2 separate regions of the Mus musculus genome follow, and region 1 is linked to region 2. Evidence: chromatin contacts called from public Micro-C data. All regions are on one chromosome and are shown on one strand. The core of a region is the stretch at or near the end of the contact, and the rest is flanking DNA. Distances in the headings are between cores, read along the strand shown.

Region 1 (5,131 bases), core at 1,876-4,375, 240 kb before region 2:
GTTTTACAAAGCTTTACTGGCTATGTGCAGCCTTTTTCACTCTGATTTTGCATCAGGGGTTCTTCATTTGTGAAGAGTTTTCTTCTCTTCTCTGCATGCCATTCAGAAAGCGCCATTTTCTTCTTAGAGTCCGTCCTCAAAGTGATATTTCAACAACAATGTGCCTTCATCTTCTTTATTCCTTTTTTCAGTAATGGCTTTTTGGACCCTAGCTATTATAGAACTTCAATTTCACATAATACAGTATTCAAAAGGTATTTAGCCATGCAAATAAAGGAATTTACCATCCTATAAAATAAATTTATATCCAAAGAAATAACAGAAAAAGCTGTCTCTGACTATCTGGTAAATTTCCGAGGTCATCCAGATTGCCTTCTTTAAAAACCTAGAAGCCTTAGGGTGGAGAGATAGCTCACTTGGTAATGTTCTTGCCTTGCTGTCATAAACTATATTGAGTGTTTTGATACATGCTTGCAATTATAAGATTGGATAGGGAAATGCGGTCTAGACAATGTGATATGTACTAGAGAAATGAGAGACCTTGTCTTAAGAAAATTAGACACCACTGGGGAACACTTGTATTTGGTTCTTTTTGCCATCAAAATCCATGTACCCACTGGGGCATGTGGACCTTCCACACATGCAGTTGTGTATACACAAACATTCACACTTATAGACAATTACACAGAGTAGAAACCTGTTTGTAGGAGAATCGATTTTTATTGCATTAAAGCAACACAGGAAGTATTCCATGTCATTTGGGGCTTTGCTGCTTCTGACAGGAGTAAAGTGTATAAACTAGCCACCACAATGCAGGGAAAAAGCAGAGGATTAAAAGAATAATTTTAAATGAATATGATAAGACATGAATTTCAAAGCTACTAGAGATGAAAACAGTGCAGAGCATTAAAGATACAGGGTGTCACATAAATAGCAGCAGAACTTTTAGAGCTAGGACTTATTTAGTTTGTGAGTGAGTATGTGTGTGTGTGCCTCTGTCTGTGTGTGCTGTGCCTGTGTGTATGGCTGTGTGAATGTGTGTACATGTCTATGTGTGTGCATATGCTGTGCCTCTGTGTTTGTATATATGGTGTGCATATGTACATGTGTGTATATGCATGTGTACATGAATGTCTTTATGTTATAGTAATAAGGTAATAAGTAGCTGGTAAGAAGCCACTTGTCTGCTGCTGTGATGGTAATTCTCTTTGTCTATTAAAACCAAATCAGGAGCACTGATGAGAAAATGTAGTGGTCTTAGTCAGGGTTTCTATTCCTGCACAAATATAATGACCAAGAAGCAGTTGTGGAGGAAACAGATTATTCAGCTTACAATTCCACACTGCTGTTCATCACTAAAAGAAGTCAGGACTGGAACTCAAGCAGGTCAGGGAGCAGGAGCTGATGCAGAGGCCATGGAGGGATGTTCTTTACTGGCTTGCTTCCCCTGGCTTGCTCACCAAGACTATAGAACCAAGACTACCAGCCCAGAGATGGCACCACCCACAAGGGAACCTCCCTCCTTGATCACTAATTGAGAAAATGCCTTGCAGCTGGATCTCTTGGAGGCATTTCCCCAACTGAAGCTTCTTTCTCTGTGATAGCTCCAGACTGTGTCAAGTTGACACAAAACTAGCCAGTACAAACTGCAATATTCTGTCCAAGTTGAAAGAAGTTTTCACTGTTTTCCTTTTCTTTACTCATTTTAGGTTAGCACCTCTGCTATTCTCTACTCCTGCATTAGTGGCCGGCTAGGAAGATGGGGAAAATTTGGAGACATAGCATCAAAAAGGAACAGTCTCTGGAGTCTATTTGAAAACTCTCACCAGCTAGGAATAAAAAATGTTAATACAGTAACAACTGCTGCAATGGTTTCATATTAACAAAAAACTCCTTTTATATGAGGTATGTTTAAATAAGGGTAAGCCAAGTAAATGGCCCATGTTCATGTTACCCCAGTAGTAGTGTCTTACTCCATTCCTAGATTCTTCATGGGACTCTCACAGACAAGACAATTAACTCCATTCTACAGTGAAGACCTTCCTGCCTTCCTATATGTCTGTGGTCCAGAGTCTGACAAATATACCTGGAGACTCAGAAGAATTTCAGCCAGGCCCAATTCTACCTGGGCACTACATTAATATTCATCAAATAGACTCCCTCCTAAGGAGTTGTCTGCAGATAATTCTGCAGATATTAGTCATTTCCTGAATACTATATATATGTAGCTATGTGTTTATACATGCTGCTTTACCCTGTTAATGAAATGAAAAATCAACAACAAATCATAAACCAAAAGCAAAATAGCATCTGAAAAAACAGTAATATCTTAGAAGCAACAACAGAGAGACCTTTGTTGTTACAATAATATTCAGTTACTGTCTTATATGATATTTCTATGTATCATTTTTCTGTATCTTTACATGCCTACTCCATATTTTTTAAATATGCTGCATATTCAGAGTGACAATGAAACTAGCTATTGAACTTTCTCCCTCTTTCATGTTAGAAGAGATTCTGGGAAAGAGATGCTTAAAATACAACCTTGGCATCCCATCTTGTCTTGGTTTAAGCTAACAAGAACATTTGACGTCCTATATCCTCATCATTACTAAAATACTTCCTAATGGTATATTAAGATGAGTACCTGCAGAATGTGCCATTATAAGGTAATTCCAAGCATTGTCTATTATTGTGTCCATCAATGCATAAAGACTGATGAGCTTCTTGCACATCTGTCTCCAAGACACAGGCTTGAAGACCCTCATCTGGACAGTCAGACACTTAATGTCATGGAAAATCTAAAAGAACAAAGTTTTGTATACTACCTTAATATTGGGAAAGGTAGAACCTTATATTTGGTGGAAAATTTTTTTCATGGCAGTTCTTTTTATCTTTAAAACATGAGAGTTTACTGCATTCTCAAGGCTCTCAATAAAAACTTTAATGACCACCACACAGAGATAGTACCCACACATTGCATGAAGATTTTAAAAAATGGTCTCTTTAGAGATGTAGAAAGCCCAGCAAGAGATAGTAGCTCTCAACTCCATCTCAGGGTGTATCCAGTGGCCTTTGAAGTCATTATGAGTCACTTTTCTTGTATAAATAATGGATATGAACATATTTAGAAGCTGAAACAGCCTTCCTGTAATCCTTAAGATACATAAAACACAAGTAATTGCGTAAGACAATGCTATGTAGAAAGCCTTGAAACAGACCCTTTTATCACCAAGATAATATAAATCAGAAACTATTATCTCAGTGTAAATGACAAAAAAAGTCTCAGCCATCCCCTAAAAACATAAATATAGGGATGGTGGCTTTCAATAAACTCTTATGTAAACAACCCTTTTGGTTCATACACAAAGCAGATGGATTATGCTGGATTCTGACGAGTTCTCTTAGGTTTGTAAGTGATACCCATTTGTAGTTCTGTTCTGGATATGGTGGTCTCATAGATTAGGATCTTCTGTGATCTTAGTAACTGGAAAAAATAAGTAAATTCTTATTAGGGGTACATACCCTTTCAGAGTACAGATCATGCAGTACTGATTCTTGTTCCCAGGCTTGAGTTACTTTTCCTATTTTCTGTCACAATACAGTCTAAAGGGGACATGCTTGTGTGGCTATTCAGTGAAGAGTGAAAATTTCACAATAAAACAAAACAAAACAACAACGATAACAAAGAGAAAAACATCCTGATAATATGACTTGAGAAAAAGGAAGTAGCAAGGACTGCAAATGCTCCAGTTGTAAGACAACAAGCCTACTTAGGATGGAGAAATGGAAGCTACTGATTTAAGATCCTCAAGGCATGCTATGACATATGCTTCAAGGTCAGTGAGAAATTATTATTTTTTACTTCCTGTTTCAAAGTAAGAAGCAAAGGAAGAGCTCTTTATGTTTAGAGTCAATAGTCTGAACCCAGAAACACTATATCAACTTACTGATCATGTGACTATCTTCTAAAAGTTTCCATTTTGTCAAGGACCTGAAACAGACTCGTGGGACTCTGCTGTATCTGGTTGCATAAAATTTAAGCAATATTCTTAAACTCTCCTGGAAATGTTGTGGATTATCCAATAAGTACAAACTCCTTTCAAGGTCATCAGAATGAGTTTATTTCTTCTTACAAAAGGAAAACAGAACAAAAATTAGTTCCTTTCATGCCTTTTAGAATATTTACATGATAAATTATGGTGAGCACTGGGAGATTTATATTTTAAGAAAACAAGACAGAGTGCAGGTCATATTTATGTTTCTAGAAACACACACACCACAAAAATTAATCACCATGAACTTGAAAGAGAACAAAGATGAGTGTTTGGGAAGATCTAAAGGAAGGAAAGAGAAGAAGGACGTGATGTAATTAACTTATATCAGAGAGATTATAAATAAAAGAAAGGATATACAGCAGTTAGAAACATAAAATTAAATATTTTTCAATCTTATAAAAGATATTATCTACCTGTGTATTCTTCATATAACATCTCCAGAAAAGTTCATTATTTTGCTGGTGGTAGCATGAGCTCTCCAGGTTTACATAAGTATGACGACTACAACCAGGTCTCTTTGCCCTTCCCAGGCTTCTCCTTCCCTTGTTTACCTTTCCCAATGCACAGCACAGGAACCTGACTCTTCTTGGTTTTATTAACCTCATTGGACTATATTCCAGAGGAAGATTCTTTCTCTTGTGTCTGAAATAATGGTCTTACAAGTTTCTGCATGGTTATTGAGCTTTTTAATAGACTAAATGTACAAAATGATGAAGGACTTTAAAATTTTCACAGTAATGATAACTGGGTCAAGGATATATCAAGGAGTTCATCAGAAGAGTTTGTTAATTAGCATTTTTCCAATGTAGATGTTGCAACTGATTAATATCCACACACAAAGGGTACATGAAGTTTAAAAATCAATGGCCCCATTGACAGCATTGTCTCTTCTGAATCAATTGGGTTGAAGATTTATCAGAACTCTTACATTACTAATTATCATGCAAAGAGTTCTGAACACCAGTGTACCTTAGTAATATGTACAGAGTGAAGCAGCCAGAAACTCCCCAGGAAGCTTTCTGTGAATTTATTTATATTGGCACATAAATCTTCCTGTTCAAATTGAAATAGTG
Region 2 (5,380 bases), core at 49-2,548:
ACTAGTTACTGTAACACCTTCTTCCAATACTTGCTATTTTTTTTCCTTCAACTTTCTGAAAAGCTACTGTTCTTGAGAAGGAACAAGAAAGAGCTGTATATGCAGGTTCATAATGCTGGCTCCATTAACCACTCTACTCTATAAGCACAATGAAGTTAGACTTTCTCCAAAGCACCCCTTTGGCTTCTTGGGGTGTATATGGCCCCCGAGGGCTTTGTTTTAGTTCTGGTCTTGTGACTCACAGGTTCAACATGACATTCTCCTTATTCTGCTCCTGTCTTTGCTGTTTACAGAACAGCAATGAACACCTCTCCTGTTCCCAGCCTGAGTTAGCTCCAAGAATCTCATACTCTTCTTTATCTGTTCTTGGCTGACACATGGATTATCTCTTGTGTCAGCTGCAGTTGCCAGTGTGCCTTGGCAATGTGAACTAAGCTGAATTCATATGACTCTGAGAATAGAGTTGGCTTGAACTCCCTATTACCAAGGTTGCATCACAATCCAGTATATTCATACGCCTGAATGATCTGAGCACTGTTGAAGAATCAAATCCCATTTCCTTGTAATATACTGGCCTTCTATCCAGTCTCCACTTCTATCTATAAAACCACGTGTAGAAACACATGTTCACATAAACGTATATTGGTTTTGATTAAATGTTTATTCAACCGCCACCGTGTCTTATAGCTACCTATCATTCAGAAAAGAAAATGATTTCACAATTGTAAAGTGCTACCTGGTAGGTTGTCTCTATGCCTTTTCTTCAATGTTCCTTAATTTGTCACAGAAGAGTTTTGACTGAAAACTTTAAAATGTTTATTTAATTTTAAAAGCAGTCTAAATAAAACCATTTTGAATAATTTAAAGCATGTTTGGCATAAGAATGACACAAATAGGCATTAAAAAAAAATAACCCTCAGGCACCTGCATATGACCTCAACTATGCTATTTTTCCCTCCTTGCATTTATGACTTCTATCAGCATTTCCCAGATTTTCCTCTTCCTGTAAACATGAGCTGCCAGACCATTTAAGGAAGTTAACTCAGAGCTGACTCTCCCAGGATCCTTGTTTTCAGAAGAAAAAGGCAAATCCTTTGCCCTAGTTGCCCCTGCCCCCACTCCACTCCACCCCACTCCACCCCACCCCACCCCGCATACCAAATCCAAATAGCTCTTGGGACAGGACAAACCCACTGTAAGAAGTAAACACTTAACAGGAAGTCTCACATAGCAACAGTCTCCAGGCACTAGAGGCATGAGTCATGCTGAGCACGCGGACCACAGCGCCTCTCCAGGGTTTACCAAGCTCTGACTCAAGAGTGGAGTCCAATTACAGAGACATTTCACAGGGCTCAGCACACTGGTGATGTCAGCTGATCCAGTTACAGTTGGGGGATCAGCAGGATTCAAACAAGAGGAGTGTTCATTCAGAGTTCCAGTCAGAGATTCCAGAGGCCCTGCCAAGTAAATGGAGGTTGCAATGAAAAAGCCACCTATAATAGAAAGTACTGGAAGTCCCGCTTAGCTGTTGCCTCAGGAGCAAACGGATCCCTGTCATTATGCGATTTGTCACTTCAGGGTAGTGTAGGGAACACCAGACTAGGTTTCACTGACTTCTTGGCTTTCTTGACATCTATGTGTTAAAAGATCTGCTGGAGGAAAGGGTCTATTTTTACTCATCATTGCTTCTCCATCTGTTTGCTATTTTCTATAAACAGAGATTAGCGTCCTGCGCGTGAGCCTATTTTAATCAGCGAACTAGCAGAGCCAAAGAGTAACAGGACGATATGAACATTCTGTTTCACAACAGAGCTTGCAATTCCTGAAGGACCTTCAAGCTATTCAAAAGAGGACAGCTTTAAAAACAATAACCGTGAAGGAGCATTACATCAACTTTAATGAATACATTTAATGAGTAATACATATATATCAAGCACAAATATATATATATATATATATATATATATATATATATATATGTGTGTGTGTGTGTGTGTGTGTGTGTGTGTGTGTGTGTGTATGTGTATACACATGCACAGACACACACACATATACACACACACAATCTTAGGAAAAATATTCTCAAAAAATTCTTACCATACTTTTTTGTTCTGTTCTCTTTCTATATGCTTTAAGAGCAATTTATGAATAAAAGCCCACAATAATACTGTGCTGAACACAGACTGATCTCACATTCTTAAATAAAGATACTTGTGTTATGTGTTCTTAAGATGTCCATACAAAAACCCAGAAGAAAAGGTATCTCAAAGTAGAAGGATTGCTGAAAGGGAAATACAAAGTCTTGTGGAAAGTACATAAAAATTGCTGAAATGTAACAACTGGCACTGTGGGTAAAGTGAAGTGACTTTTGCAGAAACATCTTCACCACCACACACATGAGTGAGCATCTAGAACCCTGCTAAATCATCATCTTTCTAATGGATGAGTGTGTAATGTGTAACTGGTGGGTTTTGTTAAGAACATAAGAAACGAATGTTGTTCTCTCTTGCGTAAGTGATGTCCTGTGTCTAGAAATGTCAGTGTTTAGCCTTAAGTGCTAAAGCTCTGTTTCTTTTTTTTATAATTAGGTATTTTCCTCGTTTACATTTTCAATGCTATCCCAAAGGTCCCCCATACCCACCCCCCCAATCCCCTACCCACCCACTCCCCCTTTTTGGCCCTGGCGTTCCCCTGTACTGGGGCATATAAAGTTTGCAAGTCCAATGGGCCTCTATTTGCAGTGGTGGCCGACTAGGCCATCTTTTGATACATATGCAGCTAAAGACAAGAGCTCCCGGGTACTGGTTAGTTCATATTGTTGTTCCACCTATAGGGTTGCAGTTCCCTTTAGCTCCTTGGGTAATTTCTCTAGCTCCTCCATTGGGGGCCGTGGGACCCATCCAATAGCTGACTGTGATCATCCACTTCTGTGTTTGCTAGACCCCGGCATAGTCTCACAAGAGAGAGCTATATCTGGGTCCTTTCAGCAAAATCTTGCTAGTGTATGCAATGGTGTCAGCGTTTGGAAGCTGATTATGGGATGGATCCCTGCATATGGCAATCACTAGATGGTCCATCCTTTCGTCACAGCTCCAAATTTTGTCTCTGTAACTCCTTCCATGGGTGTTTTGTTCCCATTTCTAAGAAAGGGTAAAGTGTCCACACTTTGGTCTTCGTTCTTCTTGAATTTCATTTGTTTGGCAAGTTGTATCTTATATCTTGGGTATCCTAAGTTTCTGGGCTAATATCCACTTATCAGTGAGTACATATTGTGTGAGTTCCTTTGTGATTGGGTTACTTCACTCAGGATGATACCCTCCAGGTCCATCCATTTGCCTAGGAATTTCATAAATTCATTTTTTTAAATAGCTGAGTAGTACTCCATTGTGTAAATGTACCACATTTTCTGTATCCATTCCTCTGTTGAGGGGCATCTGGGTTCTTTCCAGCTTCTGGCTATTATAAACAAGGCTGCTATGAACATAGTGGAGCATGTGTTCTTCTTACCGGTTGGGACATCTTCTGGATATATTCCCAGGAGAGGTATTGCGGGATCCTCCGGTAGTACTATGTCCAATTTTCTGAGGAACCGCCAGACTGATTTCCAGAGTGGTTGTACAAGTAAAGCTCTGTTTCTGTTTCACAAGCTTATTACTTTGTCTCAGTCATTTTTCATATCTTATTTTTCTTTTTAAAATTAGCTTACAAGGGAATAGGATCACATATGGGGACTTTGTAAGTATGCCATTTAGGTTGATTCTCCCTCCACACTCCTCCCTCATTTCCCTCTTCCCCATTTCTGATCTACAAGCTGACCTCTATCTCAGTAACATACAGTCTTCAGAATTATAGATTTACAAGGGTTTTTTTTTAAGATTTTATTTTAAGGTTTTTTAAAGAGTCTTTACCATTTTAACCATTTTTAGGTTTAATGCAAGTTTAATTAAAAAAAAACCACCAGGATTATTTTTTCATTGGTAAATAAATTCATCCAATAACAAACTATAAGTGAAAAATAAAAGACACCAGTATTGCAAAATAAATTTTAAAATAATTTGATATTCTGCTCTATTTTATTTATGGAAGAATGTATCAGGAAATTTATTATTTTAAAGTCTACATTTAAGTGCTTTCCAGGACATAAACAGTTTATAACATCTATAAATATGCAAATATATTTAAATTGCACACAATGTCCTCATAGCTACTAATAGTAACTTTTTTCTATGATTTTCTCTAAAGCTCTGGCTAATTAATCTACTTTTTGCTTGTGAGCATATTGTCTGTGGCAACTTTACATTTCTAGAGTCTTTTTCATTATACAAAACTTTCATTAAGGTTTATTTATTGATCCAATCTCCATTTAGTTCTATCACCTGCTCCCTTCTCCAGGGTTTAAGAGTCAGGCTCCCTGATGCTGCCCATCCACGCAGCCTTCCCAACCCCTAGATCTAGCCGGATCTCACATCCATTTTCCTGACCACGTATGCCATCCAACACCACCCCTGGCCTATTCCATAACCAATCTCTAGGCTCCCAACGGAATTCACCCTGCCTACCCCACAGCTCATAGGCACCTTCTTCATCATCCAACCTTTCCACCAATTTTCAGAGACATCTCTACATGCCAGATGTACAAGAGGCACATCCTGACTTCATTTGTCACAATCCATATGCAACCTTTGTGCCTAAAGCCCCTGTATAAACTTGCTTCTATTCTGACATAGTCCCTGCATCTAAGATTAGAACTAAGGAAGTCCACAGATCTCATTGTAAAAATATGATCAATATAAAAGAATAAAATCAAGTATCTTCTCTCTAAAGTCAACATATCCCATAAAAATGTTTGCCAATGAGAATTGTCTATATGAGACTGAGGACACAGAATTTAATAGAAAAAAATATGAACATCATTAAAGAATTAACTAAAGTAAAGAACTAAAGAAAACAAGAAAAAAACAACTCAATGAAATTAAAGAGAGAGAAATTAAGGAGAATAAATGCTCAAGAACTGCCCAGGAAAACTCAGACAGAAGGATCATGGGAAACACAATCCAGAAACTGAGAATCAGTCCAATAAGAGGGAATGCATGCGTGACACTGGAAACCTACCAGCTAACCAGGTATTCTGAGGTCATAGATCTCAAAGAAGAACCTACAGTTGCCACTTTAGTAAGCCAACATAATTCCTGTCTACATTCTAATTATCTGCCTTTAGACCCATAAATGTAGTCCTCATTATTCATGAGAAAAATTGATCTTTGAAACAAACACAATTACAGAAAAACTGCAGCCAATCAAACATAGAGTTGTTGAACACAGTCCCCACAGATACATCTATAAAAAACACTCTCACCTAAGGCTCTGAAAACATTGCAGA

The links. Hi-C and Micro-C count contacts between places; a contact is called where the count stands out from the background.
Region 1: a contact with region 2 is called in a Micro-C map of granulosa cells, with 2.6 times the contacts expected there. The contact joins two enhancer-like sites. A contact is called at or near these places in 3 of 484 Hi-C or Micro-C datasets (the C2C12 cell line, embryonic fibroblasts and granulosa cells) and 1 of 115 datasets of contacts at active chromatin or transcription factors (embryonic stem cells).

The regions. Positions count from the first base shown.
Region 1 is chr13:5,006,560-5,011,690 of GRCm38.p6, reverse strand. No RefSeq gene overlaps it. Among named protein-coding and RNA genes, the nearest start is that of Gm24790, 180 kb to the left of the region's middle. Within about 2 kb of position 3,125, at least 6 of the 459 cell types and tissues checked have an H3K27ac peak or open chromatin away from gene starts, as enhancers often do. A contact at or near this core is called in granulosa cells, where this site is marked.
Region 2 is chr13:4,767,544-4,772,923 of GRCm38.p6, reverse strand. No RefSeq gene overlaps it. Among named protein-coding and RNA genes, the nearest start is that of Gm40658, 44 kb to the right of the region's middle. Within about 2 kb of position 1,298, at least 305 of the 459 cell types and tissues checked have an H3K27ac peak or open chromatin away from gene starts, as enhancers often do. A contact at or near this core is called in granulosa cells, where this site is marked.